Linked DNA regions of Rattus norvegicus: region 1 is linked to region 2. The links are chromatin contacts, called in public Hi-C maps. All regions are on one chromosome and are shown on one strand. Each heading gives the region's core, a stretch centred on a gene start, on an enhancer-like site or on the middle of the called end of the contact. The rest is flanking DNA. Distances are from core to core; before and after follow the strand shown. Region 1 has its middle 160 kb from the start of Slc16a7. Region 2 has its middle 220 kb from the start of Slc16a7.

The links. Hi-C and Micro-C count contacts between places; a contact is called where the count stands out from the background.
Region 1: a Hi-C map of the A7r5 cell line shows a contact between it and region 2, with 1.9 times the contacts expected there. The contact joins two enhancer-like sites. A contact is called at or near these places in 2 of 12 Hi-C or Micro-C datasets (the A7r5 cell line and the Rat2 cell line).

What each region holds. Positions count from the first base shown.
Region 1 is chr7:63,193,303-63,200,218 of GRCr8, reverse strand. No RefSeq gene overlaps it. Among named protein-coding and RNA genes, the nearest start is that of Slc16a7, 160 kb to the right of the region's middle. Within about 2 kb of position 2,563, at least 3 of the 93 cell types and tissues checked have an H3K27ac peak or open chromatin away from gene starts, as enhancers often do. A contact at or near this core is called in the A7r5 cell line, where this site is marked.
Region 2 is chr7:62,818,036-62,825,195 of GRCr8, reverse strand. No RefSeq gene overlaps it. Among named protein-coding and RNA genes, the nearest start is that of Slc16a7, 220 kb to the left of the region's middle. Within about 2 kb of position 4,190, at least 9 of the 93 cell types and tissues checked have an H3K27ac peak or open chromatin away from gene starts, as enhancers often do. A contact at or near this core is called in the A7r5 cell line, where this site is marked.

The DNA of each region.
Region 1 (6,916 bases), core at 1,314-3,813, 380 kb before region 2:
ATTCATCGTTCTTTTCTTGCTGACCACACACTCAATGTCAACAGCTGCTTCAGGCTCTAGGCACTGCTCACGATGAGCTGTCCTCTCAGAGGTGTGCTAAAATAAACCATCCTTCCTTAGGTTGTTTCTATAAGAGTGTCTTTAAGCAGAAACAGGGAAAGTAATAATAGGCCAGCATACGGATATGGATGTGAAGCACAGAATAGGTCTATGTCATTGACTACGGAAATGGCCTACTTTGTTCCATCGTGCAAGAGTCTTCTTTCTCAGTTTTCCTATGTAAATTGATTTTAGAACACATATTTTCTTGGCAGGATAGGTTTTCCAATAACAGCTTGTACTCAAGTAGCCACGTACTGATGAGCCCTTTGAGCTTTATTAATTATTGATGATTTAAATGCAGTCATTTGCTGTATGGGAGTCTGAGGTCCATCGTGACTGATGCTCCGTGCCTACAGTCATTAAGCCCGGTGCTCTCAAGAATGACCTTTCTGAGGCTAGTAAAGTGAATGGAGAGGAAGAAAGCATACTTTAAAACTGCAAAAGCCTCTTCGGTTTCCAATCTAATGAAAAAAAACCTGTGTATTTGTCTGGGAGTTCTCAGTGTTGATTTCTTTAAACGTTTAAGCACAAAATAGCAGTTTCCTTCGCGTGTTCTCTGAATATCGAATAAATTGTGAAATCAGAAACATCTCACATGGAGACACTGGAGGAAACAAAGAATGAGGGGCAGGTACAGCAATTCTGAATGATCGACAGGAGGCAAGTACCTGCGTGCTTTTATAGTCATTTTGAACGTTTCATTGCCCACCCAACCCTCCTGAGGAGAGTGGTAGCATTGACAATGGAATGCACTGTTTTATATAACTTTCACATGTGCAGACAATCTATTTGAATAGAGGAAATATTGGAAAATGGGACTCCATTTCTGAGCAGATTTAGCTCCACAGAATTGTATCCTGCAAGCAATCCTTCAGAGCTGCTGTGGACATCCTTTTCTCTTTGGTAAAACTGGATATCAGCACAGAAAAGCACACAAACAAAAATGGCCTAGAAAAATGAAAAGAGCTCATATTTTGGAAGACGAAACGTCAAACTGTTCTTTTGCATTTTATTTTTAAAATATATTTCTCGCTCACTATAAAACATCATGAAAATCTACCTCCTTGTAAATTCATATATTCTTTAATGTACTAGGGGAATGGAAATATTAAATAAAATATCCTATAGGAAAGGTACAAAAGCAAAATGTTCAAAAACTATACAGATAAATAAAGCAAAAATGAGGTGGGTTGAAATTAAGAAAGGGGAAATTTTCAATAAATCATTATACAACAAAAATTATATTGTTTTCTAGTCAACCATAATTACCAAGTATGTCCCATCATTGCTGTCTCGTTCTCTGCCTCTGGAATATTATTCTCTTCTCCCCTCCTCTCTCTCTCTCTCTCTCTCTCTCTCTCTCTCTCTCTCTCTCTGTCTGTCTCTCTCTCTCCCTCTTCCTCTCTCTCTTTCTCCCTCCTCTCTCCCCATCATTGACAGCATCATTTATAGATGATAATGGCTACTAAGCTAACCATTATATGAAGCAGAGGGAGCCAAACTTTAAAAGGCTTGCATCCCTTTTTTTTCTAGGCTGAACTGTTCATTATTCAATTAGTTGTACTTGCAAAATTGAGCAAGAAAATAATTTTACCTGGAATTAATTAATTTCATGTCCTTTCATTTGAATGTTCAAATTATCCAACTCAATGGCAGTTATAATGCACGTGTGAAAAGGGGGCTTTTAGAAAAGACATCTTTTAAAAATGTACTTTGTTGTCTTGCCTGTTCATTTCTGATCTTTGCACGAAGGGAGAAGTATTATTAATTGAATCAATTTCGTGACACAAAACAGCTTCCCTTATGCTTTCAATGACAAAGGAAGATCAGCACTGCGTTCGTCAAGGCTGCAAAGCTTTCAGAGAATTATCCACTATGCAAAGGACAATCAGCTTTATTTTGTTTGTGGCATGAGTAAACATTACATGGTAGATACGTAATATAGCCTACACTACACTTGTTGGGCTACAGTTTAAGTTTAAAACGTTCTCACGTGTCTGTTTCCTTACAGCTCAGTCATATTAGCCAATTGTAAGACTCTCAGGTACGTAGTGTTATCTTTAAACACCCCAGCAGCCAACTGGACGTGGGTTTTCCTGGCTTGAATGTGGTAATTCCTTTTCTACCTAGTAATAATTGGGGCAGTTTGGCTTCGTGTTGAAATAACAAATCCCACAACCAATAGATGGCACTGTAAGTATTGCAAACGTTTTCTTTATTGCTTTTGGTTTCCACTCAGTACGATTATTTCCAATACCAAATGACAATTTATATAGTTAAATAGAAAACAAAGGTGCACTTAGAATGCCCATGTCGAAGAAATTCAAATGATTGGTTGCTGTATGTGTTTCAAATGTTTTCACCATCCTAATGATATGAAAGGCCTTTCTTCTCTTCTACATTGAACCTCCGTGTGTCATTGAGAGATGGAGGCCTACTGCTTGCTAAGGTTTCTGGTACATCTGTAAGCTCACTTATGTGTTGGGTATCTGCAAAGATTTCAAGTTTGGTATGTTTTGCCTGTTCGTAGGATCCTGGTGGGAGGAGAGTTGGGAAGAATGTTAATGAAGCTTTATTTTTGCTGGCCCTCACTTGGGTTTTTCCAAAACCCAACTTAGCAAGTGATCTTTTCCTTGTCCATAATGAACAACTTCATAAAAATGTTCAATGAATCACAGACAATCCAAGAGAAAGTGCGTGGTAGCCTGTTAACAACAGACTACAGCAGGTAAAGTGATCTGTGTACAGTGCAGGATTAACCTCCCTGAGTTTAGTAGTTACTTTCTTGTTTATTTTTATGCCTATGTGTGACACACACTCATGAGATGAGAATATTTGCAAAACCATGCATACATCAATAAACCGGAAACAAATATCAGGTCCTTTGGGCCTTAAGTACAGGAGCTTGTGAGCTGCCCTGTGGATACTGGGAGTAGAACTTGGGACCTGAAGGAGAGTAGCAAGTGCTGTTAACCTGTAAGCTATGTCTCCAGCCCTTTTCTCTAAATTTCACTAATAATGGATATGATTCTGTAGACGTGTTTATTTTCCTTTTTTAAAAGATGTAGGTGGAATTTAATGGCAGATACTCCATACATAGGCAGCCTAGCTAGTACCAAATATGCATTATTAAGGAAGATCAAATGACTGATTCAACCTTTGCCTTTGGTTTTTTTAAATAACGTGTAAATATTTTTGCAGTTGTATCAAGCATTCCGTGACTCCAAGCAGTATTTTCAGAAAGTTGTTCCCAGCATGCGGCAGCACCAAACCCTTTAGCCACTCAAACTACAGACTAGATGCCACTACCTTTTCAAAGCCCTGTCCTAATGCACCACCTCCGTCTAACGGGTTTAAATCTTTATTTCATGAATATTCTATGCCAAGTGAGCTTCAGCTAGTGAAGGACCACATATCAATCTATTCACTTTGACATAAAAAATAAAAGCCTTTAAGTTATAAATATCTTGTTATTTTATTTTAAACGATCACATTGGGATAGATGCCCACACATTCATATAAATTTATACTCATGAATATTTCATGATTGTGCTTCTCATGTACATGCATATGAAAAGAGACAAGGTGGGTGCAGCGTGGAACACAGTTCCCAGTTGTATTTTTAAGTACCTACTTATAACTTGCTTGGAAAAAACCATGAAATCATGTTCAAAGATTAATTATATGCTTCCAGTGATAACACTACACAATCCCCTCTATTTCTGTTACTGAGACCATTCTTTAATATATGGCTTCAAGGAACTCTCTGCACTCTCTGATCCTCTTAGAAACACCCAGAGCGCTCGCCGCTACTGTATTAGTGTGATCACGTTCCCCCATCATCCTCTAGCCAATATCCATATACACAAGGAATGGGGTGATCTCTGAGATCCCCCTCAATATGACTGGATTTTTTTTTCATGAGCTCTTTGGTACCTGGAATCAAACTAAAGCAGTTTATTAATGTAGCTAAGGATGTTCGACCTTACTATTTAATGGATACGCATAAAAGAATTGTTCACACGTCATACTCAGATACTTCTAGAATGTCATAAGAAGAACTCCATATAGAATAGAGCATAGCGTAACATGCACACACTTTTACAAGCTGTGACTTTGATGCATGGAGTTTCTAGAACTGACAGCATTCACTTGACATCTACATCATAGTTTCAATGATATTTTCTTCTTCCTCCAGTCATTAGATAATCTTTTAAAGCAAAGGAGAAAACACATACAACCATCCTCCTGCTTTGCATCTTAGAATAAAATGATTACAGCGTAAACTGATGGATTCTGTGTCATATGAGCACAGTTACATGTTGTTAGGTTTGATTTGTTAGAAGTAATTCATCATAAGAGGAAATAAGAAAGTTGGTCGAGAATGTTTAATTCAGTCGACAACAAAATAAACATCACCACAGCACAGAGAGTCTGTAGATTGTAAGAAATAGATACATCAGAGATGGTTTCCTGTCAATGTTATTTTGTCTTTTCTTGGTTTGATATAGTCTTCTGGGTAGAGAGCTCCACAATCAGGAGAGAAACAAATTACATGTACTGACCTTGAAATAAGTTAGAAACTCTTCAAACACTTGGGCATGTCATTGATGTAGCATTTCCTTTTATTTACCTCATAGAAAAGTGTTGAGAACTATCTTTAAAACTTGTTTCATATGAAAGAACGTGTTGACAACCATTTGGCAGTATCTCAACAAATTAAACATAGAATTATCTGAGACCTCCCAACTTGCACTTCTGGCTATTTATTAAAAGTAATTTAAAAATAGATATTCAAATAAAAACCTATATGTGGTTATATATGCATAGTTGTCCTATTAAAATAAGAGAAATAATGAGAGCTAGGAGGAAATAAAATGCAGTATACATATGCAATGAAGAATTCCACCAAAAGGATAAAATAGTGATACCTGCTATCATGTGGGTGATTCAGAAAGCAGGCTAAGTGATTGAAGCCATATAGAGTATCTACATATTCTGACACTACAGGAAACGTCCATATTATTATGATCAATTAATATAACTTATTATCAAATTATGAATGATGAAATCAAGTTAGTAGTTGGCATGGGCTAGGAAATAAGTGGGGGGATGATTGATTAATGGTCGTGAAGCTTCCACTTGTGGTCATGAGACTGTTTTAGAACTAGATAACAACATAATTGGACATGGTGCTTCTGGTAGTATCTTGATATTTTCATTTACCCTGGTGGAGACTAGGTGAAACACATCTTGACTTTCATGGCAGGATAATTTGGGGGCTTACTCCTATTATTTTAGAAGATAACAATAGCAATCTCTTCTCAAAGTCATTTGACTTAAAATATAAATGTTTACCAATAAAAGTTTATAAATAATTCATTTTTCTTTCTGATTGGGAGATAAATGTGTTTCTGTTTTAAGTGAAGGTGACCATTTTTTAATACAGTCACAATTCGGGCCTACAGAAACGCTGGGTCAAAGATTAAAATGCCTGTTTATATCAATCAAATATTCCTGAACCCACTGACCTATTTTAGTGTACAAAAGTTCTAGTTTTCATAAAGGAAATCTTTCATACGGCCTCATCTGTAATGACTTCAAGTTAAAAATGCCCACCAAATTCTACATGCAGTAGAAGCTCTTGCCGCTGAAATCCCCACACCCTTTATGGAAGTTGTTCACAACCTTCCTAATACTGAGACCCTTTAATACAGTTCCTCATGTTGTGGTGACCCCCACACCATAAAATTACTTTTATTACTACTTCATAATGGTAGTTTTTGAAGTTCACTTATATGAATCATAATGTAGACATTTGTGTCTCCTGACGGTCTTAGATGACCCCTGTGAAAAGCTCAATTGATAACCCCAATAGGCTGTGACCCACAGGTTGAGAACCTCTGCCTGACGTGGAGGTGGCTGTCAGAAGCAGGAGAATCCCTAGAGGACTCTGGGCCAGCTAGTTTGTGCTGGTGCTTATATCCCTGCATCCAATTTCCCCAGGAAGGCAGTGAAGGGGTACTGAGTCACAGAAAGGCAGAACACGTGTGTGCAGTAGAGAGAAAGGCAGCACAGGGCTGTGGAGTCAGTGATCAGAGCCAGAGCTGCTTTACCCATGACGATTCTTCTGTCAGTGATTGAGTGGCCAAAAGCTGTTTGCTTTTTGGCAATTCTTCTAAGAAAGGAGACTTTGTAACTGGACGCTCCTTTTTCTCTGGTTCACGGACCCTTCGCTGGCCAGGACAGGCAAGAGGCTTGGAGTTCATTCCCTCTTCATGAGCCAGAGCGAAAAGAAGAGGGAGGAAGGGAGAGTTCAAGCATACACATAGACACATGCAGACACAGAGGCTTTGGCTGGCTCCAACTACTGTTCTCGACAATTCCACAAGTGTTCGTGCATACTTAATACATGCATACACACATATATGGATGTATATACATATAGATGAACAGACATATACCATGTATACACTTGACAAATGGGGCTGAACTCCAGAAGCCACACTTCATTTCTTCTCTTTGGCCTTCTTATACCTTCTAAGACAAAAGTTCTTTATTAAATTACCTCATAGATAAAATGTTACACAAAGGGGGAGTTACAGAAAGATACTAAGTTCAAAGTAGTATTTTACTCTATAAGATCATTGGAAGTTCAAAGCAAAAGTTTCATATAACTTGGTTTCATCATAGTGCAACCTGTGGCCTCATCTTTGGACCTCACCTAGAGTGAACTTTTATATTTTGATCACAAGTGTCCAAGGCTATTTTTCTTCTCAGTGTAATTTATGAAAGCTCATTGTACTCCTAATTA
Region 2 (7,160 bases), core at 2,941-5,440:
AGCTCTTGGTTTCCACCTTGGTGTAGCAGGGTCTCTCTTGTTTTCGCTACAGTTTAACCATGCTTGTGAGACATTAGCCTAATTCCCTGTATCTTCCTCACATCTTATCACAGGATGGTTGGGATTGCAGATACTTGCTACCACACCTGGCTTTTTTGTGCAGATTTCGGAGATGGTTTGTGAGAGTATTTGCAAGCACAGGGCCGGCATGGTAATGGCTTGCATGAGGCTAGAAGGAAATCTGACTCACCACAGCCCAGTGTCCTATGTTGGTCCAAACTTCTGGAGCACTTTATTTTAGGCATATTTAAATACAGTACAATTTCAAAACAAGTTTCCTGGTGATAATTATCACAGTAACGTTTAAGGTATCACTATATTGAAACTCTTTTGCAAAGTAAATGTAACTTCTTCCATAAATGGCTTCTATAGCCTCAGGGTTTAGCGGAGGGTCTGGTGTGCTTTAGTCTTCTACCAAGGAGACAGCCTCATGCATTTAACCTTCCTGGCTTTGCTAGTGATTATCTGTGAGAAAAAGGACCTCATGACCTCTACAATGGTAGGCCACAGGGTCTCTGGCCCAAGCACTTTCACTCATCTTGATATATTTTTAGTTTTGGTGATAAAAAGTCTAAAGAACTAACGAGTTCTAGATATAGAACTCTTCTATATCTACTCCAACTGCTCTGCGCTCTCTATTCTTCACACCCCAATAGGGCTATTGGTCTTGTTGGCTGTGATAGCTTGGAGATTGTGCCACAGTCGTTAGGACTATGCATGATATGCACAATGTAGTGACATATTTGCATGTATGTGTTATATAGATACAAAAAATAGCATCTGTCTCTATTATGCTTTACTGTATGTATCTGGTAGCTTCTCAGAATCCTTCCAACTCAGCATCTGGACAAGCAGAAGATGAATTTGCCACAGTATATGTCAGCACTAGACATGTAACCATGTACTTGTAGCCTTTCTGTTCTTAAGGGTGTGAATAAGAAGAACCGTAATTTTAGTGCTTTGCAAAGAATCTTGACTCTGAAGATACTTATCCATTCACACTCCCCACTCCCTACTTGTGAGGCAAGCATTCCTGAGACACTCACGCTAGAGGACTTTGCCAGATGCATTTCAGCTGTCTGTTTGGGACATCTTTTTGACAGTTTGAAAACATGGCTTTATTTATTCCATTATGGAAATTATGCAAACAGAATCACAGACTTCAAATAACTCTGCCGCCCACATGAATCAAGCTTGCAGTCAGGGAAAGACAACATTGAAAGGGAAAAGTTGATCGAAAGCTCCATGGGACTTTTTAGAATAATAAAAATTTAATTTTTATTTTCCTTCTTTAAAAATGCTAGCTCATAGCTCTGAAACACTGGGACGGGAAATTGAAAAATGTTTATTGGAAGACTAATATTGTGAAATAAACTCACCACAGTGATCCCGAATTTAGAATTCTCTAGTCGTTACACTTGTTGATTGCATGGAATTCCAAGAAGTCTCAGAATCAAGGTATGTAATTTCCTATAAAGCTTCCTGTATGCCAACCTTCCACACATGACCAAGCTATTGGCATATATTCATATTATACAAACTTGCACTGCACTGAGCTTCTCGCAAGTCTGTCAACATATATTTAAGGGAGGTTTTCTTTTTGACAGCACAGCTCGGGGACTCAAAATAAACTGCCATCCACACTGTCATAAATCTGATCTTGCAATGGGAGGAACGAGCAAGAGTTAATTTTGGTGTCAAGGTCATTAGAATCTCAAGGATAGGGGGTGACAAAAATAAGAACAAGCATTAACCTTACCTCAGGTTATTTCTCTGAGATGTTTAGGTTTGAGCAGAGATCTTACTTAATTTAATTGGTTTAGATAGGCTAGGTTAGAGACTAGAAGTAATTCAAGCAATAATATTAATAACGACAATAATAATAATACAATCTAAAAGCCTCCACAGCTAAGACTCACGCTGTTAAAGAAACTCAGCAGAGCTCAATTGAACATAGTGAATACCAGGTTACAAAAATGTAGCCATGAATTATGTAGGTGACAAAACACAGGAGGACTTTTTAACCAGTGTTTCAGTTTGCTGTCTTCAATGTATAAAAATGTAAGATAGTTTATAACCTAACGTTCTTACATCAGAACTGGTGAGATGGGTCACTGGGAGATGGGACACTTGCTGACAAGCCTGGCAACTTGAGTTTGTATCCCTGATTCATGATAGGAGGAGATAACCAACAACCACAAGTTATTCTCTGATCTCTGACTGAAAATCATGGCACGTTCAGGGCCCCCCTCATACACACACCTATTAAATAAATAAATAACTCTTTTAAAATGTGCTAAGGATGTTTTTGTTTGAAATAAAATAGTAAAGCCATGAAAAGTTCTTGGCATAGAAAGAAAGCATCCCTGCTGCTCCAGCAACAACAAGAAGCAGATCCAAGGCATCATTGTCTAAGTCTTTTAGGACTGTAAAGTGGGAATGTCAGTCAGAGCTTGGAGTAGGATTCTCCAGCGCTAATCCCCTGGCAGAAACATCAATTCAAGGATTGCTAAGTGATTAGGAGCATGTCCTTATCATAAAGAATACATGAGGTTGGTTCTTTAAACCTCAGTAGATAGTACACAACCATGTCCATCCATCTCTGGGGCAATCCCATCCTCTTGTCTTGGCAACACCTGAACTCATGTACATATACACACAAATACAAATGCAATGAAAAGTAAATGAACACAATTGAACTGGATACACATCCTCAAAACATATCCAACCAGTTACAGGCAAGTGCATCTCTATTACAGTGTGAAGAATGTACGATGAAGAAGAGACAGGCTCTTTTTGGTGTGGGGTGTCGTGATACCTGGATGTCCACAGAAGAAGAAAGAAGTAAACCATTTTTATAGCAATATTCCACTCAAAATAAACAGATGTAGGTTATGAAACTGTAAATCTACTAGGAGAAAACAAGGAAGCAATCCAGGTGGAACAGGCACATGTCTAAAACTCAAAAGTAAAATACTTAATACCTTCATGGAAATATGAGCAAGGCAACTAAGTCATCATTCCTCCAGAGAAGATATAAAAAGGTTCTATAGGCATATTAAATGGTATCATTGTTTATCATAGAAATTTAGATCAGCACCATAGTGCTAGATCACTTTCAACCTGTAAGAATGGCTACTGTCAAAGAATAAAGGATGACAGTTGATATCTAACATGAGTAAGGGAGTATATTAGTCAAGGTTCTCTAGAGTCACAGAATTTATGGATAGTCTCTACAAAATAAGGGAATTTGTTGATGACTTAGAGTCTGTAGTCCAACTCCCCAACAATGGTCAGCAGCAGCTGTGAATGAAGTCCAAGAATCTAGCATTGGCTCAGTCCCACAAGACAGGCAGGTGAGGAAGAGAGAGGATCTTCATTCTTCCAATGTCCTTAAGTAGGTCTCCAACAGAAGGTGTGGTCCAGATTAAAGGTGTGTACCACCACACCTGGATCTGGGACTTGCTTTGTCCCAGATGACCTAGAACTCATAGATGGCGTTGCCTAAGTCTCCTGGGATTCATAGGCCCTATGCCTCAAAATCTCCATGCCAAAATCCAGGTCAGAAACTTGTATCTCCCAGCTTAAAGCTCTGGATCACAGGTGAACCTTCCAATTCTGGATTTTAGTTCATTCCAGATATAGTCAAGTTGACAACCAGGAATGGCTACTATAGGGAGTTCTTGATCATGTAAATCACCATGTTTAATTAGAAAATAGTACGAAGGTTTCTCAAATAGCTAAGCTATGAATCAGCAGTTTACCAGTGAATGTGTATCCAAAGGAAGTAAAAATCTGCATATCATCAAGGAAATACGCATACACTCAACTACATTCCAACATTATAATAAGCATGACATGGAGCATTCTGTCCATTAATATGTGGAGGCACACATAAAATGTGGCATTTCTAAACCATTAAATAAAATTAATCTTTAAATATGTTCCTATTTCAAGGAGACAGCGGCATGGCCATGTTTATTGCAATATTAGTCACGACAGAAACTATGAGAGATCAGTCATGGTGTCTACTGATATATGATATGGCGATGCAGATCAGTGTGGAGAATTCTCAGAAGCTAAAAATGGATCTACCCTATGAATCAGCTAAGCCGTTGCTTCATATACTTCCTCAGGACGGACTAGTCATCACATTCCACACATATTTCCTCAGCCATGTTCATCACTGCCCTCGTTATGATAGCTAGGGAATGGGATTAACCTAAATGTTCTACAACTGAAGAACAAATAATGAGTCCACAGCTGTGGCAATGGTTAGACATTCCAGAACCCAAATATAGTCCTGGGCGTTTAGAGCAAGAGGCTTTTACAGAAAAATGCCACATTCTTGTGTTTTGCCCTTCACAGAGAGGTTTTGGTAAAAGTAGGTAGTTGAACAGGAGCTAAGATAAATTAGCTGGGGCATTTTAACTTGGGATTTCTAGTGAGATTTGAATACTTTCCCATGGAATTCCTTATCCAGGAGATCAAATTCTAGTTAAACCTGAAATGGCCTCAGCAAGAACACAAGATGGAGTGTCTTAGGGTTTTACTGCTGTGAACAGATACCGTGACCAAGACAACTCTTATAAGGACAATGTTTAACTGGGGCTGCCTTACAGGGTCAGAGATTCAGTCCATTATCCCCAAAGTGGGAACATGGCAGCATCCAGGCAGGCATGGAGCAGGAGGAGCTGAGAGTTCTACATCTTCATCTGAAGGCTGCTAGCAGAATAGTCACTTCCAGGCAGCTAGGATGAGGACCTTAAATGATGCCCACAGTGACACACCTCATAATAGTGCCACTCCCTGGGCTAAGCATATAGAGACATGGAGGGACCTCTGCACTGTCTTGCCCTGTCACCTTATGTGTGTTATAAAGAGTTAGATGACCAAGGCAGCAAACAAGTTGGGTATGGTGTACAGGCTGTGGGCTGCAGGTTGGACAAGCCTGAAATTTTGGACTTAAATATTCATTATTAGCAGACATATTTATAGCCATGGATTTATGTATCAGAAGGGAGGACTGACAGAGAAAAGAGAAAGTAATTGAAATCTCAATTTCAGGACTATCAACTTGAGAGAAAATGCCTGGTGTGAACAGCTGTGCCCACACTTCAGCCATGAAGAGCTGATGCTCTCCTAACAACAGATTTTCTCAGAAGTCTCAGTATCAGAGATCAGGTTGCATGGAGATGGTGGGGATGCACCATGTTAAGGGCAGGTATGTGCCAATTCTTAGGGTGATCTGAAGAGGTCTTCCATACGGTCATCTACGATGCCTGTTTGCCTTATACCTTGGCTATCTGGACAAGGTGTTTGAAGGCTCCATGGGTGAGAGGCCACAACTGAGGGAAATACAGACAGATGATGAGAAGTGCTAAAGACACTAATCCTGCTTTGAGCCACATTTCATCACATTCTGAGTGAAAGAGAACTGTAGAAGCTTGCAAATTTGTAAGTTGCCAGGAAGAAACCTATAGGTAATCATATGTTTTTTTGCTGTTTTTTTTCTTTTTTGTTTTGTTTTGGTTTGCTTTGCTTTTATATTCTAAAATCTAAGAAAACCGGCCCCTTGGTGACTCAGTTTTAACTGTTAACTGTTAAAAATTTTACTCTTGTTCACTTTCTTTCATTTGGTTTGGTTTCACTTCTGTGCCTCAACACTTCTGAATGTAAGAAATTTGCTGTACAATATGGCAAAAAAGAGCAGGAACATATTTATGGATGTAATAATATCAATTACCATTTGAGATAATGTCTCTCGGTTCTCATCTCATTGGTTTAAAGATGACCATGCCCTCTGTACTTTGTCACAAAAAATGGGTTTTCTGAGTGACTATATTGGTTAGTGTCAAAATAAGAATTTGTGGTATATTACAGTTAATTTACTTGAAATTATATACATATATGTACATATATATATATATATGTATGTATAATAAAATGAAAAGAAGGTGTCATGCACGATACTCTCCACTTCATCTAATAGGAAGCATTTGGAAGGTTAGCTGATGGGTTGATTAATGAGGATGGTTTCACCTTGGTCCCACTCATATTAATATTTGATGCTCATTAGTTCAGGTTCCATTTCACTCCTTTTCCTTGACACACCAGATACAATTCTCCAGAAGCGTCCCAGCCTCCTCCCACACTAGAGTTTTACAGAAACCACCAAAGACCACAACATCAGCATTGTGTTTTCAACCCTGCCCTTCTCCCATCTTGTCAAAACCTCTTGAACTTCCCTGAAGCCATGAGCACTCCACTGTGACTACTGTAACAGTCCTAACTTGCAGCTCTGTGGGCCTAAGGATGTTTCACCCTTCCACATGTTTTTAATTAGACTATCTCCCATAAACTGGTTCCCTTGGTGTTCTGCTCAAGATGGTATGCCCAGTTGAGTTTTAGATCACAGTATGTTCTATTCGGTGGACTATTGTTAAGGTTCCAATACTCCAATTTTCTTAATGTTCTCTTTTGGGGGAGTCAGTGTTGAAAATTTTGAATAAAAATTTCCCATAGCATGAGAATAAGACTTGGTGTAGTGTTGCATGTTTTTAATCCTAGCACATGAGAGGCAGAGGCAGGAGAATCTGAGTTTGAGGCCATTCTGGTCTACAGAGTGAGTTTCCGGACATTCAAGGTCCACAAAGAAACCTGGTCTCAGAATAACTAATTAATTAGTTAATAAAACTAGAGACTTTCTTCATGTTATTCTTTCTTTCTCTTTCCTCTTTTCTTTCTTTAAGCAGTACTTATATCAGAGTATATTGTTTTCTCTCTCACTTGCTTTTCTCTCTAACACTCTTCTCCATCCTGTGACATTGATTGCATGTAAAGGGAAAGTCATCTTCTTTCTTAAGTTGTTCTTATCTGAGCTCTATGACATTTATCACAATTACTTTTTTCTACTTTTTGTTCTTTTGAGATCATTTTTTTCTATCATTCTTTGCAATTCTTTACCGGTGTGATTGTATTTATGATGAAATATGGTACGGGTGGGTTTTGAGCTTGAAAGAATTATGAATAATGGCACAGGAAAGGTGGATCGATCCTTAGGAAGATTCACAGATCATATAGAGGACCCAAATTGGTTT